2 separate regions of the Mus musculus genome follow, and region 2 is linked to region 1. A link is a contact called in public Hi-C data. All regions are on one chromosome and are shown on one strand. The core of a region is the stretch at or near the end of the contact, and the rest is flanking DNA. Distances in the headings are between cores, read along the strand shown.

Region 1 (6,033 bases), core at 1,579-4,078:
GTGTATGTGTGTGAGTATGAGTGTATATGTGTATATGTGTGTCAGTATGTGTGTGTGTTTGAGTGTGCATGTGTGTATTTGAGTGTGTATATATATGTGTGTGTGTGTTAGTGTGTATGTGTGTCCATTTGAGTGTATATGTATTTGTGTACATGTGTGTAAGTATGTGTATATGTGTGTCTTAGTGTGTGTTAGTATGCGTGGATACGTTTGAGTGTGTGTGTGTGTGTATGCATGTGTGGAGGATAATGTGTGTGCGTGTATGTGTGTTTTGTAAATGATAATTACAACCTGCTCAGTCCATATACGGCTACTTGTATGTATGTTTTCGGAGCTGACTGTTTGGTACCGGAGACCCTGTTGGCGTGCCTTCTCTGAGGAAAGACTAGTTCTCCTCCTCTCAGCTTCCTTAGTTGCTTCTAGTCCTTGTGTGGGGCTGAGGAACCCTGGGCTTTCCCTGACCCACATGAACACGTCTAGTGGTGTTCTCCTTGTTCAGGTCATGTCTAGACAGCCATGTTGGTGAGACTTCAAGGGTTCAGCATCTGGCATTCCCAGGAGACACACTGCCTTGTTAGTGCTGGCAAACTCCCTGTTACTCGGGCTCTCGCGATCTTTTCACCCTCTTTTCTGCAAGTATCCCGGAGGCTTACATGCGGGAGTTCTGTTGTAGGTATATCCGCTGGGATTGGGCTCCACAGCTCTGTATTTTGATTGCTTGTGGGCTTCTGGAATGGTGTCTGTGTGTTGCAAAGAGAAGTTTTCCTTGATGAGGGGTGAGAGCTATGCGTCTAGGATACAATAAAGGTCACCTTGTCTTTTGAGACAGGCCTCTCACTGGCCTGCAGCTTGCCAAGAATGGTGGGCTAGCTACCCAGCAAGACCTCAGGATCCTCTTGCCCTGGCTCCTGAGTGCCGGGCTTACAGGTATGTACTGGAAGACCCAGCCTAGAATTCTTTTATTTATTTATTTATTTATTTATTTATTTATTTATTTATTTAAACAGGGTTTCTCTGTGCAGCTCTGGCTATCCTGGAACTCACTCTGTAGACCAGGCTGGCCTCGAACTCAGAAATCCACCTGCCTCTGCCTCCCAAGTGCTGGGATTACAGGCGTGCGCCACCACTGCCTGGCCTTAGAATTCTTTTTAAATGGACGGTAAAGACTGGCCAGACCACGAAGACCTTGGTTCACACTGGTTCCGCACTTGGTTCCACATGGTAAGCACATAAAACAGTCCAGCCATTTTGGAAGCAGCTGGTGGGTCCTGGAAGTGTAGCCGTGAGATTCGGTGGTTACATGGAGCATAACCATGGGTGTAAACACGTGGAGCCATGGAAAGTTACTGAATGGTGAACTTAAAAGTGATTGTTTACATTATACTAATGGCTCTGTGATTTCTAATAATCAGTAAGACTGGATCACTATCCTGGGAAATCAAAGGGAGGCTATCCCCTGGGTGAGGATGCCAACCTGCCTAAGATCATCTATCTCTACAGCATGGCCTCCAGCCTGTGGGGCTGCTGGGATGGGGACAGTGGGCCTAACAGGAAGTGAGTCCACTCAGGGGCCTGGCCTTGGGGATATTGGTTCACACTCTGAGTGCCACGACATCCCAGAGGCAAACCAATACAGCTGAGCAGCTGAGACTGGCCTCAATGAAAACTACCAACCACACAAACCTTTCCTGCTTTTAAAGTGTTTGCCTCAGGTGTTTCGTCACAGCAACATAACGCTGTCCAACACACCTGTTTCTTCTACGATTTATTGCTGGGTACTAACATCCAACAGCTATTTCATTCCGTAACAGTTCTACGGATCAGAAACCCGACACGGAGCAAGAATCTTCTGGAAAGTCATTCAATCACATACCTGGCTCCTGGGCTGGGTCACATGGACAGGGCCCAGCTGAGTCTGGGTGCCCAAACGCCTGCCCAGGAATAACTCCAGCTCCTGTTTCTTTTGGCACAGTGACCCCAGAGTGCCCAAGTGTCCAGGCAGAACCTCTTTGGCCACTTAAAGCCCACAATGCAGCTGGCCAGCCTCGCTCTTCCAGGCTTGTTCTTCCACATACTAAAGCTCTTGCCTTCCGTTTCCTCTTTTCTCTATAGTGGGACCTTTATTATCACGATGAACTTAGATTAATTAATATTTCCTGTCTTGTCCAGGGGCTGCTAAAGTGGGAGCTTAAAAAACAAAACGTATTGTTTTGTACATAAGACAAAAGAAGCTCAGAGAAGTTAAGCCTCTTGCCTGAGGTCACACAGCTGGGATGCACGGAGCTAGGATTTTAACCTACTGGTCTGGTTCCTCCTTCAGGTTCTGGTCCTCTTACTAGCTGCCTTTCTTTCCAGATAATCACTCACTCTGGGACCCCGAGGCTCTCAACCCCCCTTCTCCTTCCTCTTGCTCTCTGCCACCTCCTCCCTTCTTCTCTCCTCTCCCTGCCTTTCCTCCGGAGAGATCCTAGACTGGTCTTGAGGAAGGTCAGCTTCCTTTGAGCAGACAAAGCTTATTTCGCTGGCTCTGGTTTCTGGAGGAAGCCCTGCTCCCATAGCCTTTAAAATTTATTTATCTAATTAAAAGAAAAAATCTTTCAGCAGCCAACACGCTTGGAGAGTTCATATTTAACCAATAACCCATCAGGCGGGCTGCGGACTCCAGGAGCATCCCGCCTGGGCCCTGGGGGGTGGGGGTGGGGGGGCGGGGAGGGGGAGGGGGAGGCGGGGCAGCCAGAGCATGCATCCACCGCTGAGCTGTCTCTAGCCATGGGCACCCCAGGCAGTGGCAGCCTCCGCAGCCAGCTGCGTTTCCGGCCAGTGAACCTGCCGCTCAAAGTCTCTTTTTTAATTAAGTCTATCTCAGGCGGCCGGAGCACGTGGGCAAACTTCTGTCTACTTCACTGCGACGCCCAAGCATAGCCCCGTTCCCTTTCTAAGAATAGAATCGGGAGATGGAGGGGAGGAAGGAGGCTGGAATCTAAAAATGAATTTGAAGCCCAGAGCAAAACAACCCAGCCCCGAGAAGGGAGAATAAGCTGCATGCAAAAGCGTACACACATACACACACACACACACACACACACACACACACACACACACACACACACACACACTCACACACACACACACACACACACGGGGGGCGGGGGGGGGGATGCTGTCTGCTGCCATCCAGGCGGGACTGGCAGTCAGGTCTGGCACCCTGCCCAAGTGTCTGGCAGGCATGGGGTGGCGGGTGGCACTGTTCATGCCAGGAGCAGCAGCTGGGGATCCCGGGGGAGTCGGGACTGTCTTCTGGGCTGATTGGTTTCCCCAGACAACAGAGGTGAGTCATGGGGTTGTGGGCTGGGCTCAGGGGTGCCTGACAGCCCCAGATGGAGCTCAAAGTTCCAAGGACTCAGAAGCCTGAATGCGTCTTCTAAAAATGGGTTGAGGCTCGGACACTAGGAGATTCCACCCCACTGCGATCTGTAGAGGGAGAAGAATGGGCCGGCGCTGTTCAGGGACACTAGGAGCAATTGATGGCACTCTTAGCTGCTGATAGCATTTCAGCAATGAGGCTATGAAGTGCTTGTCCAGTCTCAAGAAGACATGGTTTTCTCCTCAGCACCTCACAAGAGCAGGCCTGTAACCCCAGAGGTGGGAGGTGGAGGCAAGAGGATTAGAGGCCCAAGGTCACATGCCTGTAACCCTAGCCCTCTGGAGGTGGAGGCAGGAGGATCAGAATTTTAAGGTAAATCCCCTGCTATATATCAACTTTGAGGCCAGTATTGGCTACAAGAAGTCCTCTTCAACCAAACATATACATACACATATGTACATGTGTATACACACACATACAACATTTCAAAAGCAATACTAATTAATCTCGAGGCTACTGTTTTCTGCAAGTTCACCCTGTGCTTGGCACTTCTTTTGAATATTTTGTCTCAGCCTCACAGTGTGTCATGTGTTCTTACCCTACTGTGAGGAAACTGAGCCCTAGGGTTGTGGCAGGCTCTAGTTCACACTCGGGCTGAGGTACACCAGGGTCTGGACCACTGGTACACTGGCTTCAAAGCCTGTGATGGCTCATCTTGGTTGTCAACTTGACCACATCTGGAATTAGCTGAACCCCAAGATGTTAAGCATGCCCGTGGGGGGCGCTTTTAAAATCAGATTATTTGAAGCAGGAAGACCTATTCCAATCTGGGTCACACCTTCTGGTGGCTGCGCACAGAAAAGGACACGGAAGACAGAAGCTTTGCTTTTTGTCCGGCTTGCCCCCCACTCTTTGCTAGCAAGACCATCGATCCTGTTGCTGCAGCCAACACTAAATCCAGTTTCTCCAGGATTCCAACTGAAGTCAAGCAACTCTTCAATAATTTTCCCGACTCCTCAACCAGGCTGCAACAGCTGAGACCCAACCTTGTGGACCAAACGGCTACAGGATTCTCAGTGTTTCTATTGAAAGACAGCCATGTTGGATACACAGGGCCCTTATCTTAGTCAATAAATTCTCTTTTATCGGTTCTATACAAAGCCTCACTCCTTGGCGCCATTGCCTGCACACTGGATAACAGACAGGCTGGTGTGAGCCCCTTGGGACACTCAGGTGTGGCACCAAGCCACTGCATGCCACATAGACAAAAAGTTTCTCTTCTTACTCTTCCCTACTGCCCAGAGAGCAGCTCTGGGTGTCAACTCCATTATCATCACTCCCAGAATCCTCCAGGAGTCCTGAGTCCAAGCCTGGCCTGCGTGGGCAGCACCACCCCACATTGTTCTGTGTCTCATTTTCCCAATGGCAGCTTTCCCTGTAATGAAATGATGAAGAGTTAGAAGTTTGCAAATACCGGTGGATATAGCCATGCCTCATCCACGATTTGCTTTGGAATAATCAGGAATGCTGGGTGAACAAGGTGCAGAGGAAGTGATGTCAAACCTTGAAGAGTTAATATATTCATATAATAAGCAGAGATTTGCCTTCTGCATGACATCATTACAATCCACACAGGTGTGTCCCATTCTCCATACTTTATATTATATGTTTTGCAGTTACCCTAGGGGTGCTGTGGGTAGAACCCAGTCGCTTTCATATATCTGCTAGGCAAGCACTCTATGACTGGTTTGAACCCTAGCACTCCCAAAACTTCTTCTAGTGCAACACAAAAACGTTTTTAGATTGTCATAAAGCAAAAGTTTGTCAGGGGACAGTGGCTGTGACATCGTGTGTAAAATGCAGCTGACAGGTTGGGGCATGACCTAGGCTAGCAGAGGAATCAAGTCAGGACCCTGCCTGTTCCTCCTCAGCACAGCGTGGGACCCTGGTCTGTCTGCTGTGATCCCTGCGGGACTTCTAGGGCAGGGCAGGAAAGGAAGCACACGCCCTTGTCTTCTTTCGGGGATTTCAAAGAGCAGTCCGGCCCACATGCTTCCTACCTCAAATTCCAAACGCGTGAGGAAAAGCAGGCTTAGAGCCGACATCCTTCACAGGCAAGCCTGCTGGTCTTTCTGTGGGGAGGACTCGGGCCTCCTTGTCCACCGAGAATCTAGCACCCAGGAGGGTGACCTCACTCGGAGAACCTTTGACTGGCTGGTCTTCCAGCAGCACTGGAGTCGTGGGCACCCTCAGCCACACCCAGCTTCTTATGCGTGCTGCCTGTTCAAACTCTTAGCCACTGAACCATCTCTCAGTCCCTGCAAAATATTGACCGCATGTTGAAATTTAGATATATTAAGTTAAATATAACCCTTATGGGTATCTTGGTTTTGTTTGTACTGTTTTAATAGAGACTAGGTCCCAGTAAATAAGCCAGGCTGGCCTCAGAATTGCTAACTTCCTGCCTCCGTTTCCCTAGACCTGGGATTGCAGATGTGCGCCATCACACCCAGCTCTGGAGCAGAACTTTAATTATTTCTTCTTCTTCTTCTTCTTCTTCTTCTTCTTCTTCTTCTTCTTCTTCTTCTTCTTCTTCTTCTTCTTCTTCTTCCTCCTTCTCCTTCTTCTTCTTCCTTCTTCTTTCTTCTTTCTTCCTCCTCCTCCTCCTT
Region 2 (6,033 bases), core at 1,672-4,171, 110 kb before region 1:
GGCCTTCCACCCCCCTCAGCCCTTCTAGGAAGCGTAGCTGTTGGTGTGTGTGATCTGTGCCACTCACAAGCTAACTTCAGCATTCAACACCATCACTAACTCTCAGTGTCTGTGAGTGGATTTAAGATATAAAGGAAATACCGGGTCGGGAACCTCAGTGGTGGTGCCCGGGACACCTGGGCTCTGTCTGTGGGAACCAGGTTCACACCAAATGATATCAACCTCCTGTCTGAGATATCCTCTGCAGGTGGGAGGCCAGGCTACTCTCTCCCCCCGCCCGCTGCCCTCAGCCAAAGCCCCTTATATTCCTTACCCTCTGGGCCACCACTAGGGACTTCCTGGCACTGGGGATAGTCACTGAGAGGCTTGGAGAGGCTGAGGGGCAGCCATGCCTTGTCAGCCAGCCAAGCCCCTCCATTTTTCTGATGGGTAGTCTGGAAAGCCGTGTGTTGTTATGTTGTGCGTTATGGGTGGACATAGCCTACCAGCTCCTTGGGAAAGACAGACTTCAGGGAACCAACCACCTGTTTCAAGTGGCAACTTCCCTTGAATCTCTGACTCGGGAGAGGTCCAGTTAGCTGGGAAATTGTCCATAGACTGGGCCAGGCCTTTGTAAGGCAGGAGTGTCTCCTTCTCCACCCTTCTCCCTTTCTCCTCCCCCTCCTCCTCTTCCTCCTCTTCCTCTTCTTCCTCCTCCTCCTCCTCCTTCTCCTCCTCCTCTTCCTCCTCCTGCTCCTCCTCCTCTCCCTCCTCCTCCTCCTCCTCTTCCTCCTCCTCCTCCTCCTGCTCCTCCTCCTCTCCCTCCTCCTCCTCCTCCTCCTCTTCCTCCTCCTCCTCTTCCTCCTCCTCCTCCTCCTCCTCTTCCTCCTCCTCCTCCTCCCCCTCCTCCTCCTCCTCCGACTCGGGTTTCAGGCCCACTCCAGCGGTAAGTCACCCAGAATTTCCTGAGGCTGTTGTTGCTTCAGATTAAGGGTTAGAGACACAGGGAGCTGTCATGGAAGCAGTCCACGGTGCTACAAAATGACTCCCGGTTTATTCTGTGCTTTGGAGGCAGCAGGGGCATTGCCCCAGCAGGGCTGTTGATGTTTGGCTCATGAAATTCTTATGCTTGCTCGTCACCAAAGCAGCAAGCAACTCTGAGCTCTGACCCACTTAAGAAACTGAAGCAGGCTGGGCGGCGGCGGCGGCGGCGGCGCATGCCTTTAATGCCAGCATTTGGGAAGCAGAGGCAGGTGGATCTCTGTGAGTTCGAGGCCAGCCTGGTCTATAGAGCAAGTTCCAGGACAGTCAGAGCTACACGGAGAAACCCTGACTCAGGAGAGTGGGGGCAGGGAGAAGAAGCATCAGAGTGGCTGGGATGGTCCCAGAGTCCCTGGTCCCTGGGTGAGGTGGCCCGAACCCTCTTACAGTTTGGAGGAAGTGACTCGTGTTTCCATGGTGAACTTTGTTAGTGTTTCTAAAGGAGTGGGGAGTGCATCCCCTCAGCAAGAGAGCTCAGAGGACTGGTACTTATGGGAAGAACTAAGTACTCCGAGCTGGTTCAGCAGAGCCACTTGGTGCGCTGGAAAGTTGTGCCCAGATGCATGGCTCCACGCTGAACAAAAGGAGGAAGAGAAAGACAGTTGAGCCCCAGCATCCATCTCCTTCTGCTTACTGACCTACAAAGCTGTAGACAAGCAACCTCACATGTGTCCACTGCCTCCACAAAATAGCTCACAGCCTCACCAGCCACGCCTTCCCCACCCCAAATCCTTCAGGCCCCTGAGTTGCTGCTTGCTGACTATTTGGTCTTAGCAGGGAGAGAAATGTAAGTAAGACCTGGGAAGCAGCTATGCTTTTGGCTACTGGGATGACCTGGAGAAACGGAGTCCCCTCTGGACCGCAGCTTCTTCACATTGGAAGCCAAGCATCAGATCAAAGACAGCGTTGGCTGACGCTTGACGATGGCTGCCCACCTCACTAGCTGGAAGGTTTACGGAGACACAGGAGCAATTTTAAAACTTTTAAATATCTTTTTTTCTATAGGGCCGCCTTCCATTTTTGGTTTCTGACCCCCAGCTGTAACTCAAGTGAGGGAGGGCTTTCTGTTTTGTTTGGTTGATTTTTGTGCTTCCCCCTTTCCTCCATCCTTTTGGGTGCTTTGAGTGGTTAAGGAAGCATCCTAAATAAATCATGGTGCCAGAAGATTCAGGTCCTGCGGGTGACCCTAGTGTAATTAGCTTTTGAGAAACAGTGGCTGCGTGTGTGAGATTTGATCCAAGGAGGACCCTGACATCTTAGTGTCAGGACTCCTGTCCAAGGCTTGGGCTTGGTGACTTTAGCATTAGCTCACACACTGTCTGGAGATATACCCTGAACATCTGTGAGCAGAGGTGAGCTGTGAGCCTCCAGTGACCAGGTCAGGAGACACAGCCTGAGCACCCAACGTGATCTCTCACAGCCCTTACAAATGACCCCGCTGCCTGTGCCACCTTGAGTCTCTCTCCTTTTAAAACTTGATATTTTATGAGAGACACCACACACCAACAGACTGGCTCTGTGCTGTGACTGTCAATCACACTGCCTGGCCCTGCCTCTGCCCACCCTGCTGAGTGCTTATTGTCCCTTGGAAAGCATTGCAATATACAATAAGGCATAGCTATTCTGTGTGGGCACCCTGGTCCCCTGGCCCCCTGGCCTGGTGGCTTCCTGAGGAACCACTCCCTCAAAGACCACTGTTTTGCATTCCTTCAACGCTGAGGAAGAAGGATGGCCACAGTCCATCTCGGGGGGTAGCTTCCTTTCTTCTCCCCACCTCCATGATCTTGGCTGCAGTTCCCAGCAGCCGCCTTCATGGCAGGAGGCCACTATGTTCCTACCCTGTCTAGACAGCCAGTGTGCCAGCCATTGCCGGGCTGACCCGGCTGTCTGTGCATGCACGTGTACATGGCTGTTAATTACCCCAGAATGTCTGCCCCAGCTGCCGCTGGAGAAATGTAGGTCATCCGGGTACAGCGGCGACCACGACTGGCAGCAGCGGCGTGCACCAGGGATCAGGGTCACCGTGGCCAGGGATCTGGCCTGCCCGGGGCCAAGGTGCCTGATCACAGGCATTTCAACCATGTCCCGTGGCTGTTTCTTGTGCATACTTCACAGTATTTTGCACATTTTCAGCCTGAGGCAAGTGGCTTTTCTGGAGCAAAGACTAGCACAGTGCGGCCTTGTGCATCTTAAATACAACCTTTCCTGTAGCCTTCTTCCACGGAGCTGGAGCCTTCTATGAAGCAATTTCCCTGGAAATGGTCAGTTCCCTGCTGCAGCCACCTTAGCAGGAAGCCCCGGATCACACAGCAGCCAACGCAATCTCCTCGTACACTCACGGGTGGGGAAGCCAAGGTTCAGAGATGCTGCACAGCTCCCCACAGTAACAAGTGCCTTACACCGGCCTCCTTGCCTGTGTGGTAAAATCTCTCTGTTAGTTCCCTGGTGTCTCATGCATGCTTGCTCCAAGTTTACAGATGGGAGAACTGAGGGCCTAAGGGGCCAATCACAAAGCAAAAATGATTCAAGCCAGGACTGTCTACGTGAGATGAGCTAAAATCTGCACAGCGGGGTCAGAGTCCAATGCTGGTTTGGATAAATCATTTGTGCTTAGAAAATAGGAACTAATAACTGAGGTTTGTTGTGGCTGCAGAGACCCCTCAGCAAGAAAGCGTGGCCAGGCCAAGAGGTGGCTCCAGGCAGTCTCTGAAAGCCAGGACTGCCGTTTCCAAGATACTGACCAGCATGCAGCCTCCCTCTGCCCACCTTGCCCCGAGTTAAAGAGAAAAAGATCAAGGGCCAGAGAAATAGTTCATCAGGTAGACAGGGTCGCTATGTGAGCCCTCGGGACCCATGTGAAGGAAGAGGGAAAAACCAGTCCTGACCCCCACATGTGCAGTATAGATGCCGGTACTCATATATCACATGCTGATGCTGACGACGACGGTGGCGGCGGCCATGATGATGATGATGGTGGTGATGATGAAGATGATGGTGATGATGATGATGGTGATGATTGTGATGAAGACTGGTGGTTGGTGACAATGACAATGATGACTATAATGACGACGACGACGATGATGATGATGATGACAATGATGACGATGACGAAACAATAAAAAGTTTTAAAACTCAGGTGGAGGCCATCACTCGGTAGGTAGATTGTTACCTAATGGGAAGCCCTTGGTGTGAGCCTCAATACCACATGAACTAGGGATAATGACACTTGCCTGCCATTCCAGTAGCTAAGAGATAAAAGGACCAGAAGTTTGAAGTCATGCTTGGCTTCACAATGAGTTGGAGGCCAGTCTGGGCTACACAAGACCCTGTGGTATAATCAGAAAGAGTCTCCTAGCTAGCTACCTTGAAAGACTTGTCCTCGGAACATGGCTTTTGTCTGGACGCCTGACAGTAATGACTGTTTGTAAACTGGTCACTTGCAGAAAGATTGGGGGGTGGGCGGGGGAGATGACAAGGTTGTGGCCCTGACTCCAGGTGGTGTAGGGGAGGGGTGGCAAGGAGGCCGGGTCAGGCTGCACCTCCAATAGTGTGCTATACATATGTTAAAATTCACAGGGGCTGGGGACATGGCTCAGAGGTAAAGTTTTGTTGCCTGAGCATGGACTCGGAGTCTCAGGACCTTATGAGCGGCACAGGGGCACACACAAGCAACTCCAGCATCGGGGGCGCTGGAGAGAGGATGTTTGAGTTACTGTTCTACTGCTGTAATAAGCATGACCAAGGCAACTTGCAGAAGGAGGGGTTTGTTAGGCCTCCGGTTCCAGAAGGTCAAGCGTCTATCACCATCGCAGGGGAGCCGCAGAGGAAGCAAAGATGGCGTCTGGAGCAGTGATCTGAGAGCACCCGTCTGAACTCTAGCACAAGTAGAGTGAGGGAGCCTGGAATGGCTTTGAAACCCTAAAGTCCACCCCCAGCAATATCCTGTAGCAAGGCTGGGTACACCCTGAGCCTCCCCAGACAGCACCACCAACTGGGGACCAAGTGTTCAAGACCTAAGACTGTGGTGGGCCTCTCATTCAAACCTTTACATAGGCCTAATCCCTGCAGCTCATGGAGTAGCCATTCTAGCCAAAATGGCTAGCTGAAGATTCAGTGAAAAGCCCTATATCAAAAATATGAGATCGATAGGAATTGAAGAAAACATCCGAGGCTGGCTTCCAGCCTCTGAGTGTGCATGCTCACACAGGCACACACACATGCACACACACATGCACACACACATGCACACATACATACACTCACACATACACATACACTCACACATGGAGGGAGGGAGAGAAGGAGGGAGGGAGGGAATCCTTGGGCACCCACATGTTCACCTTCTATTCTGTGGGGCTAAGCTGTATTTGTGCCTGTCTGCTCTCTCTGTGGCAGGCTGTGTTTTAAGAGGACACTTACTCAAGGGTGTCTTTGTGACCATAAGATGTTCCAGACACAAAGAGAATTTGCCCTTGACTTTTGGTGGATGTTTTAATAAGAACATGGTATCCTGGAAGGACTGGGCCAAGAGATGCCAACAACTGGGGGATGCTTCCACCTTAGGTGATGGGAGACTTAACACTGGCCTCAGCTTGCCTTTCAGCCCAATGCCTGCAAATCACATGGCCGCCTGAGCCTCTGAGCCCCTGCTGTTATTAGTCTCCCCATTTTTCTGTGGGAGTACATGAGGCTCAAAGAGAGCCCTGTGCCATCTCTAGAGCCACCTGGTTTGGAAACAGCAGAAAGCAGGTCGTGAACTTGTAACCCCAGTGCAGAAGCATCTTCCCCAAGGACCGGGCCTCTAAGTTCTTCTTATAGCAACTGGGATGGGGATGAGTGTGGGGTGCAACTGCCCCCTTTACAGAGGGCTTGCCCTGTGTGGGAAACAGCCTGCAAATGCAGAGGTCCAGGGAACCCCAGAAACGCAGCCTCCTGTCTGGTTCATATGTCCAGCCCAACTGCTCCCAACTTCTCTCTCCATCCACCAGAGCAAGTGACACTTGTCTTAGAGCG

The links. Hi-C and Micro-C count contacts between places; a contact is called where the count stands out from the background.
Region 2: a Hi-C map of myocytes shows a contact between it and region 1, with 2.7 times the contacts expected there. The contact joins two enhancer-like sites. A contact is called at or near these places in 1 of 15 datasets of contacts at CTCF or cohesin (CD8 T cells), 4 of 484 Hi-C or Micro-C datasets (bone marrow-derived macrophages, embryonic stem cells, myocytes and 1 more) and 7 of 115 datasets of contacts at active chromatin or transcription factors (CD8 T cells, astrocytes, embryonic stem cells and 4 more).

The regions. Positions count from the first base shown.
Region 1 is chr2:173,304,561-173,310,593 of GRCm38.p6, reverse strand. No RefSeq gene overlaps it. Among named protein-coding and RNA genes, the nearest start is that of Gm36859, 16 kb to the right of the region's middle. Within about 2 kb of position 2,828, at least 147 of the 459 cell types and tissues checked have an H3K27ac peak or open chromatin away from gene starts, as enhancers often do. A contact at or near this core is called in myocytes, where this site is marked.
Region 2 is chr2:173,411,024-173,417,056 of GRCm38.p6, reverse strand. No RefSeq gene overlaps it. Among named protein-coding and RNA genes, the nearest start is that of Gm14642, 20 kb to the right of the region's middle. Within about 2 kb of position 2,921, at least 63 of the 459 cell types and tissues checked have an H3K27ac peak or open chromatin away from gene starts, as enhancers often do. A contact at or near this core is called in myocytes, where this site is marked.